Linked DNA regions of Gasterosteus aculeatus: region 1 is linked to region 2. The links are chromatin contacts, called in public Hi-C maps. All regions are on one chromosome and are shown on one strand. The core of a region is the stretch at or near the end of the contact, and the rest is flanking DNA. Distances in the headings are between cores, read along the strand shown. Region 1 overlaps LOC120825047 (lysine-specific demethylase 4C). Region 2 has its middle 16 kb from the start of ptprdb.

What was found. Hi-C and Micro-C count contacts between places; a contact is called where the count stands out from the background.
Region 1: a contact with region 2 is called in a Hi-C map of skeletal muscle, with 2.7 times the contacts expected there. The contact joins two enhancer-like sites. A contact is called at or near these places in 2 of 6 Hi-C or Micro-C datasets (skeletal muscle and whole body).

Annotation. Positions count from the first base shown.
Region 1 is chr9:716,273-723,532 of fGasAcu3.hap1.1, reverse strand. LOC120825047 (lysine-specific demethylase 4C) reads left to right here. Exons shown (of 22, transcript XR_013450742.1): 11 at 17-1,929; 12 at 2,021-2,132; 13 at 2,986-3,212; 14 at 3,998-4,220; 15 at 6,633-6,709; 16 at 6,936-6,991; 17 at 7,104-7,212. Among protein-coding and RNA genes, the nearest start is that of LOC120825047, 12 kb to the left of the region's middle. Within about 2 kb of position 4,447, at least 4 of the 9 cell types and tissues checked have open chromatin away from gene starts, as enhancers often do.
Region 2 is chr9:642,238-649,470 of fGasAcu3.hap1.1, reverse strand. No RefSeq gene overlaps it. Among protein-coding and RNA genes, the nearest start is that of ptprdb, 16 kb to the left of the region's middle. Within about 2 kb of position 4,285, at least 4 of the 9 cell types and tissues checked have open chromatin away from gene starts, as enhancers often do.

The DNA.
Region 1 (7,260 bases), core at 3,198-5,697, 74 kb before region 2:
CTGTTATCTCTGGCAGGTCCTTGCAGACAGATGTGTGTGGTCAAGGTAAATCGCGTAGAGAGTAATAGTTTGGGACTTTTGAATACGGAGCCGTCCCATGACTCCCGCTGCCTCTCCGGTGCCTCCCCTGCTTCAGCACTGACAAAGGACCTAAAGGCGGAGACGGGCGCACGCGACGACCCTCTACGCCGCTCAGGGTCAGGGGTCGCGACTCCTGAAGGTCTCGCACGGACGCAGCCGAAAAATAACGAGCCCCGGTGCTGCTCTCCTGAACGGCGAGGCCTCTGCACCTCTCAGGACTGCTCCGCCGGGGTCTCTCCCCCGGAGGCCGGCACACTGCGCTCATCGTCCCACACAACGGGCTCCTCCGCCGCGGCAGGTTGGGTGAGCTCGCGTCCCGCCGACCTCCGAGCTCCGCCATCTAGCTCCCCGCGTGGAGCAGAGGCTTCAAGCCGGACGCCAAACACCGACTGCAGCACAAAGACTGGCGCTGAGAGCGACGCTAACGGCAGTGCTAAGGCACAGACCACAGACCCAGTCGGGCACACGCTACACATAAATCCACACCGCGCTACAGAAGCATCCGTGGAGGGCGGTAGTTACACGGCATGTGGCTCCCTCTCCCCTTCGGGGCACGGTCGCAGTTTGGAGAAAACCGAGGAGAACCTCCCCCCCCCTCTGCTACAAAGGAATGCAGTGGATATGCCCCGACTCACTCTGGAACCGGCAGATAAGGTCGGCATCTCCCCGTTGCCCCCCGTGCTGATCCAGGAGATGCCGTCGCTCACCCCGGCCGACGACGCGCTCCCCGCCGCCCCGAAGCCGCGCCCGCGTGGCCACCAGGTGGCGCCGGTGCTTCAGCGGGAAACATCGGCCAGCTGTCCCTCCTCACGCCGAGCGGAGCGGCAGGAGGAAGCCGGCTCCGTGATGTCAAACCAACCTCTGACCGCAGGGCACGCCGGCCGGCGTCGTTTAGGTTCCCCACATGACTCCGATGGGGCGGCAGTGTCGGGTTCAGAAGGGAAAACGGCCCATTCAACCGCCAACGCGCCGCACAAAACGCCCTCTGGCGGAATCCGTGAGCCAGCATTTGCTGCAGAAAAGGGCCGTCCAAAGCTGGGAAATGTGGACGAGGCTTCGTCCCGCCGGCCCGCTGCATCCGGTCTGAGCAGCTGTGGCTTCCTTTTAAATGGCCCCTCAAGCAATAACGCCGCCGCCTCCTCCTCCTCCTCCTCTCCATTATGCACTCAGAGTGACGGTCACCTGGCATCACGACACCACGCCGCCTACTCCCCTTTGCATTGTACTTCGGAGAACCCGTACACGGAGCCCAAACCCTTCTCCAGCAGCATCTGGAAGAACTTCAATTCCCAGGGTCCCGCAGTGCTCATCCAGAGTCTGCACCCGGAGCTCCCCTCTGGCTTCAGCCACGACCCCTTGCCTTACACCATGTGGACCGAACCGCGGTGCAAGGAGGTCACGGACCTGGAGGACGCCGAGCACGCCTTCTGCCAGTCGGGGAGCCGGGAAGACGGAGGCGTGGCTCTCACCTGGGCCCAGCTCGAGCCCACCTCGCTGGTTTCAGTCGGTGCCGTCGAGCCCCCGGGGCTTTGTGGGGATTTTGACCTCCACAGAGGGGAAGCGGAGGGGTCCGAGGCCCTTTCCCTGTGCAGGGAGCTCGGCGCGCAAAGGGAGGCGGAGCAGAGCCGGCACTCGGGATCTGCCGTTTCGCCCCTCGGGACGGGAAGGAGACAACGGGACGGTGTGTCTGATATGGAAGAAGGGGGGTCTGACGTGGACGAGGCGGAGCATCGAGGTGGGGTCGAGGGAGAGAGCAGTAGTGACTCCTCCAACAACGAGGAGGAGGAAAACGACACGAGCAACTGCGAGTGCGAAGAATCGGGCCTGGAACCTGGGGAGGTTTGTGCCGTGAGTGCTCTTTATTACACACATTCTTTTTCATACAACTACAGATTAGTTTCAATTCTTAATGCTTTTTAATTGCGCCTGTTCACGCCAGTACGCTGCGCTGTCAGTGAAGAGGACGACTAAGAGCCGGCGCCACCCACTCAGGAAGCCCACCGCGAGGGCCGTGCCCACTGCCGTCAAGCAGCAGGCTGCCAGTGACGACGGTGGGAACTCACTCACCCACACACAGTTCACTGAGAGCTACTGCTAAAAGCAGAAAACCCCCAGTCACTCACACAGGGGCGCGTGCACGCGCAGGAGAGCCGTGCTCGCGTTGGCGCTGCACGGGCGGATGGCACCGGGCCAAGAGAGCGCGATCATGTGACTTCGGCTGGTCGCGTTGCAGTGAACCACAATGCAGAGGCCAAACCCGATTGTACTTTATATACACACACTGCTCTGTTGAGAAGTAGTGGCTAGTGAGACAATGGGCCGCCCCCCCACAGTCCCCTCTAAATGATTGTTCTGACGTCAAACCAAACCAAACTAACTCTCAGGCCCACCACAGTGAAATGCCCCTGTGCTGCTGCTTGTTTTCCTGGTCCTCACATGGTGGGAGGCAGGGCCCTCAATTAACAACTGCTAATGCACACACACACACACACACACACACCATGGTATTCATCATCTGCATGGCTGTGAAAACAGATGAATAATTCAGCAGCCATTTTATTTGTTTATCCCGGAGAAATTACCGCGGCTGTGAGAAGCCGATTTTATGATGATGAGAGCTCTTAATCATTTTAGTTATTTTGTTCTCAGCACACAGGCTTCACTTCTTTGCGACGGTGTTTCAGGTCACTGGGGGGAAGTTGTCACCACTGTTGAGGGATTAGATCAAAACCTGGCAGCAAGTCTGTTAATGATGCAGATTTCCGTAGTGAGTCCGAACTGGCTTAAAGAACAAACTACCAGACCAGGAGTGGCTCTGTATGGGCCGAATCATCAGCTAGGGCGTAGTGGGGAAAACCGTTGAATAGATTAGTGGTTGTAAGGCTTTGTTGTGTCTCCACTTAGAGCCCCCTGACGCAAGCCTGGAAGAGGACGACGAGGAGGAGGAGGGGGACGACGACGAGGACGAGGAGGGAGAGGAGGGGGAGGAAATGGAGGCGTGGGCGAAACCCCTCATCTACCTGTGGCAGAACAGGAAGAGCTGCTTCACGGCGGAGAGGGAGTTCAATGCCTATGCAGCCACCATGCGGCCGCACTGTGCCGTGTGCACACTGTTCAGCCCTTATGAGCAGGTAGAGCAGAGGCCTCGCTGGATGCTTGTCTCATGTGTTGAGCCCCACAGAGGGTCAAAACTCAAACCAGCTAAAATGCTGGTGAGGTGGGCAGGTTTCAGTTTTACCTGCGCTGATCAGTGACTAGAACAGTTTTAATCAGAATTTTCCTCTCGTAGAAAATGGCAGAAGTAGAAATATTTTTTGACACAATTATGTTTAAGGACTTTTTCACATGAAGTTCTGATTAAAGCTGTTACTGTAACACCGTTTCATCAGCTGAGTGAATAGTGTCACAACTGGAAAGAAATCACATGTCACAGAGGGATCCAATAGATCTCTGACATCAGTCAACTCCTATGATGATGCAACAAGTTTATACCTGCAAGTGAATCAAACACGCTCTTGTAATGTCACGTTAGAGGTGATATTGTCTTTGCCAATGGACCTTTTATTTTATAGCCGGTTTGAGGTGTGTGTGTGTGTGTGTGACACTGATAGTTGTGAAAGCGTTGTCTCGAAAAGAGCCGTTTAATTAGTTTGCCAGTGTCTGCGCAAATAACTTAATGACGGCTAAATGATTACCACTAATTCTAGAAGTGAAATGAATTCATTGGAAGCCCTCTGGGGATGACAGTCACGTGGCTTTCTTGCAGCATATCATTGTTTTAATACAAAAAGCAGCTCCTGTAAATCCCCCCGGGCTGAAAATCCATCCAGAATGACTTTAATTATGAAGATACTTTTCCACCTTAGTTAAGGAGGTTCTGAAGAACGTATTTGTTAAAATTGAGTTGTTTATTCAGGCAGAAGACGGCGCAGCTACCGTAGCGAAGGGCTCCTCCTCTCCGTCGGAGGGCCCCGCGCGGCCCTGCAGAGGTCTGAGGCGGACTCGCCCTCTGGTCCCCGAGATCTGCTTCTCTTTCCGGGAGCAGAACTTTCCCCCAACTCCCACCAACCCGCTGCTGCAGGAAGACGGCACCTCCCCTCTGCTCTACTGCCAGGGCTGTTGCCTGCAAGTCCATGCAAGTACGTATGCACGACGGCGTGTGTGTGTGTGTGTGTGTGTGTGTGTGTGCGTGTGTGTGTGGATACTGCTGCTTGTGGTGTAGTTTTACCTTCTAGCTCACCAAGCCACATTGTTTGTTTCTAGATGTGGTGTTTTGTCATGTCGTTGTAAGAGGGTCAGTGGGTTTAAGCCCTGGCTCTGTCTCAATGTTCCACCCCCTCTCCTCCCTCCGTGTGCCCCCCCCCGCTGTGCGGTTTGGAGTATTTTGTTTCCCTCGTCGGCCAAATGTCGGCGAATCCTCTGTCTTCACCACACATACTTCCTGTGCAAAATCCCCGAGCCAGAAGACCACGCATACTCACACACACACGGACTCAATGAGGGAATAGAACTGGAACCTCTGTCGCACTGGACACGTTATCTCAATCCCCCATACACACAATTTAAGAACCGTAGGTCTCGTTCCAAATCCTTCAATGTTTTTACCAATATCTTAAGCGCTCAGCTGGTCTTCCACAGCCAGACGTACACACACATATCACACGCTGTCCAAATCCACAGCTTTACTAGTGTTGTTGTAGGTGTGTGTGGCCGGGTGCATGTGTGTGTATATGTAGACTGAGTGGGGGGGTGCGAGTCATTTGACACTGATGGAAAAGCCACACGTTTGGTTTAGAGCAGCGATTCCCAAAGTGTGGGCGAAGGTACTGCAGGTGGGCCGCGAGAGGTCATTTACAATAAATAAAGTTTTTTATATTAAATTAATATAAAATGTATTTATGATGCGACACATTAGTTATGTGAAACATTAGTTGATGAAGCACAAACAATTTAAACGGACAGATTAATAAAACAATAAGGCTCTCGCTGGAAACGGCTGCTCTTGTCCGCCTGTCGTTGTTCAACAAACGCGGCGCCCTCTTGTGGTATTAAAGTCAATATACCGCGTTTTCCGCACTCCAAGGCGCACTTAAAAGGCTTTAATTTCCTCAAAAAACGACTGTCTTATAATCCGGAGCGCCTTATATACACATGGATCAATTGGTTAATCGGTTGATCCATACTGGTTGTTCACTCTGCCAAACACGCCAAAGCTCGTCTACGACGGCGAGATGCTGAGATACGGAGCTGCTTTCAGGGCGCGTCGGAGAAATAAAGCTGTCGTTCTCGCCGAGCACTTCATGAGATTAAAGAGCGAGAGACGGCGCCCTTTTCTCTACAGCAGCTGAACCATCTTAACGGGGAAATAAGTTATTCTAAAAGGAGCCGAAGATTAAAGGCGCGGATGGCGAGGGGGGCGGCGGGAGCGGACGCACCTCGCGGCATCGATCGGACCCTGAAAGCACCGTCTCCCCCTCACTGTCAGAAAGAACCACAGCGAGCGCGTAGAAAACTCCTTCCAGCGCGAGCAGAGATTCTCCTCGCGAGCAACGAAGCTCACGTTTCAAGCGAGCAAATACCTCGCGAGACGGACTTTTGCTCGCGGATGTTTGAGTTTGATCAAAACATAATGATTAAATGACCGTAAGAATTTAACCAGAGTTGTGATTAAAGGTTTGGGTGGGCCGCCAAAGATTTTCAGATTTCAAAGTGGGCCGCGGCGTTTTTGAGTTTGGGAACCGCTGGTTTAGAGAATCTACAATAAGTACAAGTTGATGTTGCTTTCCTTCCCTCCTGCACTGTTATTTGAACTCGGGAACGGAAATATAGGTGAGCTTGGATTTGATGTTTGGTGATGGATAGTTCGGGGAAAGAATGAAGAACACAGACTTTTAAGTGTTTCTTGCATATAAAAATTCCAAGCAGCTAAAATCTGGAAGACTGAATTTTAACCAGCTGTCAGCTTTGAAAAGAGACTCATTTGTCTTACTTTTAGATTCCCAAATGTCTTTCTGCCGGGAGCCACCGGCATTCATCTTTCCATCGAACCCGTCTGCCGTTCCGCGGGACCAAGGACACCCAACTAAACTCAGCAAAACAACAATATTTACTCAAAGCGGCTGAATTTCATGCTTCATGTTTTGCGGCGTCTGTCAGCCGTGTCATCCGGGTTGCTTCCTTCCCGGCCCCCCGGCCCCCCCAGCAGGTCTGGCTGTCTGCAAAGGGCTCTTTTGATGCGCAGATGGACAAACACAAAACATGCATTTAGAAACAAAGGCTCTGCATTTGTTTCTCTGCCACGACCGCTCCCCTTCACGGACTTATGACCCGGCTCTCCGTCTGAACCTGGTCAGCCACACGGACAGAAGCCTGCGTGCAACCAGGCGGACGTCCGTGGAAACGGCGTTCTGGTGTGTTCGGCGTTCGGCTGCTTTCTGTGAATGGCGGCTTGGAAAGAGGCCACCGGGTTAGAGTGAAGCGGTTCAGCAGCATCTGAGTGGGTGTGATATTTAATATTATTTCCCCCCCTCATCTACCACTTCCTCCTCTAGGTTGCTACGGTGTTGCTGCGGCCGATCTCAGCGAGCAGTGGTCGTGCGACCGCTGTGCGGAAGGAAGCTTTACGGCAGTAAGTCCTTGTGTGACGTCTTTCACCCGCAGACTTGTTTTATCATCATTATCACGTATAATGACGAGCGCATTACACAGAGCAACATTTACAAATAAAACCACTCTGCAGATTTCCAACGAATTTAATTGGACCACACGAGGCAGTTTGTAATGGTATTGGTGCGGAGGAGAAAAAGATCTTTCTCTCATACTTGCTTTTTTTTTTTTTTAAATGATTTCTTTAGGAATGCTGTCTGTGTAACCTCAGAGGTGGAGCTCTGAAGAAAACCCAAAGCGACAAGTGAGACCGGGTTTTGTTCTGATTAGCTCTGGATACTCGTCTGTGAGCTCAGGCGGAGGAATCGTCTTAATCATCAAACTGTGTGTGTGTGTGTGTGTGTGTGTGTGTACAGATGGGCCCACGTCATGTGTGCCGTAGCACTGCCAGAGGCACGGTTCAGCAACGAAGCCAAGAGGAGTCCCATCGACACCAGTGGGATCCCCATGCAGCGGTATAAACTGGTGAGGACACACACACTCTCTCTGATGCTGCACTGGAATTCCCCTGGT
Region 2 (7,233 bases), core at 3,036-5,535:
GTCTGAGGGGGTCTGAGGGGAACGCGAACAAGAAGAAGCGGGATTTGGATTTGGAAACCGAGTCCTCCCCCCTCCCCCCACCAGAGAGAAAGAATAACGAGCAGGAGAAGGGATGAAGGAAAGGGACAAGGGAGGAAGCTCTGCTCAGCAGCCTTCTCCCACCTGCACAGGCAGAGCAGACAATCAGAGACAAACAGCGTGCGGGTTAATCGCTGGGAGGCGGGAACACAAATTAGAATCGACTGATGGAAGTAATGATCGCCGGTAGCTGTTCTGAGGGGTCCAGGTTTTTGGTGGTGAGACAGAGGAGGCGGAGCTAAAACGCTCTCCACCGATACATAAATCCCTCGCTTTTAGTCGGTGAAACATTCCCATACGCCGGTGCTGACTGATACGACGCAGTGACTCATACTGGATTCACATGAAAACGGCTTTTCTTTATTGTTCTTAGCATCTGCTGGTCAGCAGCTTTGCAATGCACCTTTATCCTGAAGCAGCAAGGGGGGTTGAAAAAAAAGATGCAAATTAGATTAAAAAGATGCTGCTTTGCATATTTACACAAGTCAACATTGGATGAAGCCACGTTGAATTTAGTTGACATGTTAGAAGCAAAGGTTTTGAATATTTCTATATCTTGTTAAAAATCGGAACACACACTTATAAGATCCATTTAAGCTTAAGCTTTAAGTTTAGACGCATAAAGTTACACAAATCAAACTAGATTTTTTGAGAAGATCATAAAATATATCATAAATGATATGCAGTTGAAGACACTACAGGTGAAAAGGGTACATTAGCTAAATAAGTTGAAATGTAACGAAATTGTAACAAATAACAAAAATAGACAAAAGTATCGACCAAGTACCTAGATGTGTATTTTGGAGGTTTTCTTTCTGCGAGTCTTGAAAGAAGCAATGATATGTATAAAAACATTGCAAGTCTTAAAATGTGACCAGCGCGGAGAAAATATGTTTCCTCTTCCTGGTGTGTCGCCCCTCGAGAGAAAAGGCAAACAGCTGCCTGTGATGCATGACGGACGTGTAATCTCTGGGAAAATACCACAGCAGTGACCGCTTAGCGCCACAGATATTGCCAATAGCAACAACTAAAAAAGCGAAAAAAAGGGAGAAAATGGAAAAAGAGGATTTGCATGGCTGCCGATTTCAGTGGCTAAAGTTACATATTGTGTTGCTTCACAAAGGAATGGGAGCGCACGCAGCCTGCGAGGCCTCTCTGCAGCCGAGACGCCACCTCCACAGACGGCCGCTCCCAGCAGGCCATTAAAGGCGCCTGCGTGGTCCACGGGAGGAGGGATGAGAGGGCCGAAGCCAAACATGCCAGGAGATTAAAACGAGTAAAGCATCAAACAAATGAACCGGCGTAGAAGATGCAGGACGGAGAGAGGGACACCAGAGCAAATCCTCTGGCACGGGGAGAGGAACGACGTGGAAGTCCTGCAGCCGCTAAGCCCCCAGATTACACCGTGTGCTGCAACGAGGGACGGAGGGGGGGGGACACGTAGAAGGAGAGCCAGAGAGAGCAGGAGACGGGCTTTCTGTGGGGGGGGGGATAAGACTTTTAAATGAATACGGCTTTGTGGTTTTGTGGCTCCGCTTCTTTATCTTTTTCGCGCTGGCAAAGCGTCATGCGAGCCGGGGGAGAGATGTGGGAGACGGGAGAGACAGCGAGGGGACGTTAATTGAAGGAGGAGGACAAGCGAAAGGGAGGACGAGGACGTTAAGTGCAAGAGGGAAGAGGATGGGTGGGGCACACGGCGCAGGTGTGTGTGGAGGGTTGGTTTGGAAACGGACGGTGTTGTTGTTGTGCCCTCTGGTTGGGCAGGAGGGGGGGGGGGGGGCATTATGGGATCACCCCAAACACAAACCCTTTCTTTCTATTCATCTGTGGCTGGTTGAAGATCCTCCATTTTTCTCTGTCCTGCGTTTCACACGTACTCCATATCTACACACACACACACACACACACACACACACACACACACACACACACACACACACACACACACACACACAGGATGGAGATGGGGACCTGATGCCATGACAGATTTGAGAAAAAGAAAAATGAGAAAGAAAGACGGAGCAAAGCAGGAAGACGAGGGATAAAAGGGAGCGACGGGGGAGTGAAAAGGGAGTGTTGGGGGAGTCTGAAATCTAAATTTTTAATACCTGGCCATATGCGCCTCTCCACAGGTGAAGCCTTTTTTCATCTGGTTGCTGCTAATTACCGATTCGATACGGTGTTTATGGGCGAGAAAGGATTTGAAGCTGTCTGTATAATCACCCCCCCCCCCGTCTCCCCCCGTCTCCCCTTTCCAAAACACACAGAGCGACTAGGTGCTGGCTCGCCCTCCATCGGCCGAGCATCGCCCCCCCAGCAGCCCCCGAGGAGAGGCCTTGAGTCGCAGTGAAAAGGGAGAAAGGAAGAAGAACACGTAGGTGTGATTCCTTTTCAAGCTCCTCGGCGCACAGAAAGAAAAGAAGCTTCTTTCTGTGCGTGACGGGAAGAGTTGCCTTCGCTGCCCCCCCCCCGTACACCCCCTCCCCCCCACGCAGCACAACACATCCACCATCCACCGCGGCTCGTGAAGCGTAATCTCCACCAGAGGAGGAACAGCTGCATCGGCACGCATGTACTCACACACACGCGGCGTGAGAGCAGCTGAGGGTCAGAGCACTTGTTCGTCCACAGAGCAGCATGTGACCTCTGACCCCACAGCAGCAGGCTGCGCCGGTGAAACGCGGGTCGGGGGTCGGCTCGCGTTGACTACTTCGCATCACTTCGATCATAAAAAGGTCAATCAATAGTTTTGAATGTGAAAAAATCCTACAGATGATTCATGGGCCCTTTAGCAACGATATAACAAAGTATTATTATTATTTCATTGCACACAAATACATTTTATGAGCACAAAAGGGGACCAACGCCCGCTATGGGAGCGCGGTTCTGTTTGAGGTCAAACGTCCGGAGAGCGCCGATTAAGCAGTTTGTGGAAACAACGGCGGATCATCTGACACATTTTAGACAAGAACATTTCAACGCTTGCATTAATATGGATCAATAATTTGGCATTTAAAGTAGCGGCTAATGCCGATGTACCTGTAAGGCACTTAGCGGGGAAACACGAGGCCAACACATGTCCACTCACTTGATATGTACCTACATATATTACCCATAATTGCGTACTTAAGTACTTGCATGATTGATCCGTGAAGCCGGCGAGGTCTGTAATGCTGCTGGAGATGGCGAGCAAGACTGCTGACTTTACAGTCAGACACACGCGCACAAATTACAGCGATCGAGCTGCACAGCGGCGAGAAATATAACAGTGTCACAACCTGCCTCGGGTCTGCAGGGTCAGGTAAATCGATCATCCCCAACTGCAATGTCTACAGCGCGTCCAACCGGATTGGGTGCAGGCTGGCAGAGTTCAGAACCCCCCCTATAATCCACTGTGGGCCTATTGGCGTCTGAAGTGTTCACGCAGATTTGCATAAATTATCTCGCGAAAGAAAAAAATCAGGTTGAACCGACCGACGGACGTTAATGTTGATCCCGGGTTCCCCTCTCAGCATCCAGCATCCAGATGTGTGCCGCTTCTGTCTGACAAAATGCCTTCTGAATGGGGGGGGGGCACCAAGCCCCAGTGGAAAACCAAGCGGTTTACAGCCCCCTTAATCTCCCATCGGCATCAGAGCAGAGACTGATAACCATGTTTACTGGAGTCATCCAGCAGCGGGGCGCCGCGGGGAGCGGACACCGGGGCTGGGGGGCTGTTGTGTGGCGAGCTCAATACAAATCAGAACCGTGGCTCGTAGTAATAAACACCATTGATCGGGGCTGAATGGGGGGGGGGGGGGATCGATGTGAACTCACTGCAAGTCCTGAATATGACAAATGCAAAAGGAGAAAAACAACCGAAACAACAGTTCGTCCTGGGGAGGGAAGATAAGGCGCGTGTCAGCTCACAGTCGTTAGTGACACGCGCGCAACACACGCGCGCGCACATGAAGGCATGAGTGCCGATGCGCATAAGCGCTTCCATACGTGACAAGTTGTTCCGCGCACGTACACATCAACAGAAACAACTACACGGGGGAGGGGGGGGGGGGGGCACGGCGGCAGACGGCGCTCACCATATCCAGCATCCCGCCCGGCGCGTGCGTCCGTCCGTCGGGGGAGACGCGGAGGGGAAGTAAAGGAAGAAGCAGTTCTCCGTCCGTCGTACATCCAGCGGGGCTGCAGCCGATGTGCCCGATGCGCCGCGCGCGCTCTCTCTCCCCCCCTCTCGCTTTCTCTCCCTCTCTCTCCCCCTGTCGCTCTCTCCCCCTCTCTCCCTTTCTCTCTCGACGCAGACGCCGCGCGTAATGATCCCCGACTCCAACAAAGGGAGGGGCGGGTGGGGGCACGTTTTACAGGTGAACAAATGAACGTGAGGTGGTGTCAGTCAGTCTGTTGAAAGGCACAGACTCTCCCGTGAGAGAAACGTGGGAATGGACCTCCCCGTCACGCGTGTGATTCCCCACATGCCACGCGCTTGTGTCCGCAAGCACGTGAAGCCCTGACCAGCATCTTCGTACTGCAAAACTCCCACTTTTAGTTTTCTGTCTCATTAGTTGTTGAGCAGAAGGAGGAAACACCTGGATGACGGTGTAGTTCCAGGTGAGGACGACAGGGGGCGTCAATCAGGCCATGTCATCAAAGTGCTTCTGATGGACGCAAAGAGTCAGAAGCGGCTGCAAGCTGCCACAGAGGCAGCAAAGGAGAGAGGACGAGGCAATTCCATTCCACTGCGCGCACACACGCGCACACACGCACACACACACGCACACACACACTTATCTGGGTGTGCTGACCCAGAACACCGAACACAATCAAGCGGTGCGGCAGATTTCCCATCAGCGCGATGTGAATGAGAAACTCCTCAGCTCAGAGGGTCCAAGCAAAAGCACTCACGCACAGACACACTGACGGGGTGGGGGGAGGGGGGGAGGGGGGGCAGATGTGCGTGCCCGCTCGCACACACTCACCACGACCCACACGCACAGATACCAAAAGATAATGAGTCAGCACTAAGCGATAAGGGATTCTGCTTATCGAGTTTCACTAAAATGAAATCTGGGGGCCGTGTTTGATGAGCGTCATGACACAGCATGGACCAGCACACACACACACACTTATCCACTGACAAACACATATGAATATGTGGGTTCAATTTTCATGGTGTGCATATGCATGGATGCTCCCTGTATGTGCAGACAAGCGGCCACACACACACAGACACACACACACACACGGCCCTGCAGGCACAGTGCGCTGTGCTGTCAACCTACTCATTGATCAGTTTTCCATGTTGCTGTTGTTGTAAGTCATGCGTGAACTCTGCCTCGGCTCCCCTCTCTAACCAAGCGTTACACATCGTGCGCTCCAAACCTGCACAAAATGCCTCCACTTTATTCCACGCTATAGTGTGCAGCCTTTTCTTCCCCTCACACATCATGCCGTCAGGGATGGGTGGGCTTTGAACCTTTGTTTCTTAGCCTGGAGGATGGTGGAAACTGAGCGCCGGTGAACCGATGCCCCACGTATGTCCACATCGTCCCATAATTGTATGATTTTGGAGATTAGAAAATCTTGCCTCAGTTGCAGCAGAGAGGATCCCAAAGATGGTCTCTTATTGAAAATGATTAAAGGCTGGGTGACCTGTGACCCCGACTCGCAATGACGGCGCTGGAGGGGGAGTCGGTGCAATGAGGGAACATTGGGCCGATGGGACGCGCAGGAAAACAAGTATTTACCGTAAGCATTGGACCTCTCTCCTACCGCGGATATTATTCAACTAATAACAGAGAAACAGTGTATCCAGTTGCAGTAATGATGGCTCCATTCCATTTAGGTGAGCCAGTGGCTCGTGACAGCGGGTTCCGCTGGCTCGATGCCGGAGCCCCGGGGCCGGAAGAGCCTCCACTGCTGGAAATGAAAAACCACCACTGGTGATGTCAGAACCAACGTCCCTTCTTCACACAGCGGGGGGCAATTCATTGGATTGTCAGTGCAGATTTAAGCCGGTTGGTTTCTCTCTATAAAGTGGCCAAAAAGGGGAATTACGATGTATTGGTTCATCACACGTTGCTTTTTTATCCCGAGAACGTTTTCTCGTTGTAACGCTTTCCGATTCGTGCACCACTGAGCAACTCTCACATGAGGGAAGGAGGCCCCGCCCCCAGCGCTACGCCCGCCTCGCTTTTTACCTCCATGGCGTCAACGGGGACGCTTCAAATTCAGGGCCCCCGCCCCCCTTTCAATCAAAGGTTTTTGCGATGAATTGCTGTGACTTGTGGCATTTCTGCAATAAAATTAAAAAATGAATTCAAAAGTATCACACGCTTTAATTTCAAAACTAGTACGATATGAACCGAAGTGCAGGGGGAACACTCAGCTGCCCCCCCCCCCCGCCCCGTGGCCCTGGTTCGTCTGTATGCAGTCAGAGTCAGAACTTTCAAAATAGTCATTCAAAAAATGCACAATAACCTAATTGTTGGCGTTACTAATTAATGCGTTAATGTGATGATTAAGCCTGAATCTTAACCTTTCACAATAAATGTCCCGAGATCCATAACATTTGCAGTAGAGATCTTTATATTTCCTCTATAGCTGCGTTTGACCAGAGCAGACGAGTGACAAGCGGGTTCACTGAGGACCTGCGTCACAGACCAAGTGGACAAAAAAGAATTCAACATAAAAACACAGCGGCTTACGCAACACACTCTCAGAGGAGTTTCTTCATGTTGTAGCCCAGGCCGCCCCATGTGTAAAAGTGATTAGACGCTGAAAAAGAAATTCATCTAGATAATGAATTACATTTTCTTCCTGCTATAAAAGTGAATGAAGTGTTTTTCCGACATGCAACAGAGCCAACGTTAACCGGCAGCCTGAGTCAGTAATGACAGCACTCCCTACCTACACCCTTACATGACCCCCCACACACGCAGCATGAATGTCCGGCGAGCGGCCTAACGAGTGGAGGCCAATAGTCCGTCAAAGGGGCCCTTGTTTCATCACCGTGAAAGTTCAGCTGGTGACTTATGAGAGGCGGCGGCGAGCGGCGGCCCGCGAGAGCCGTGACATTTCGATAATTGCCTCTAATCTCGGCATCATAGAGAGACACGCACACACACACGCACGCACACACACACACCTGGATCTTTGATGCTC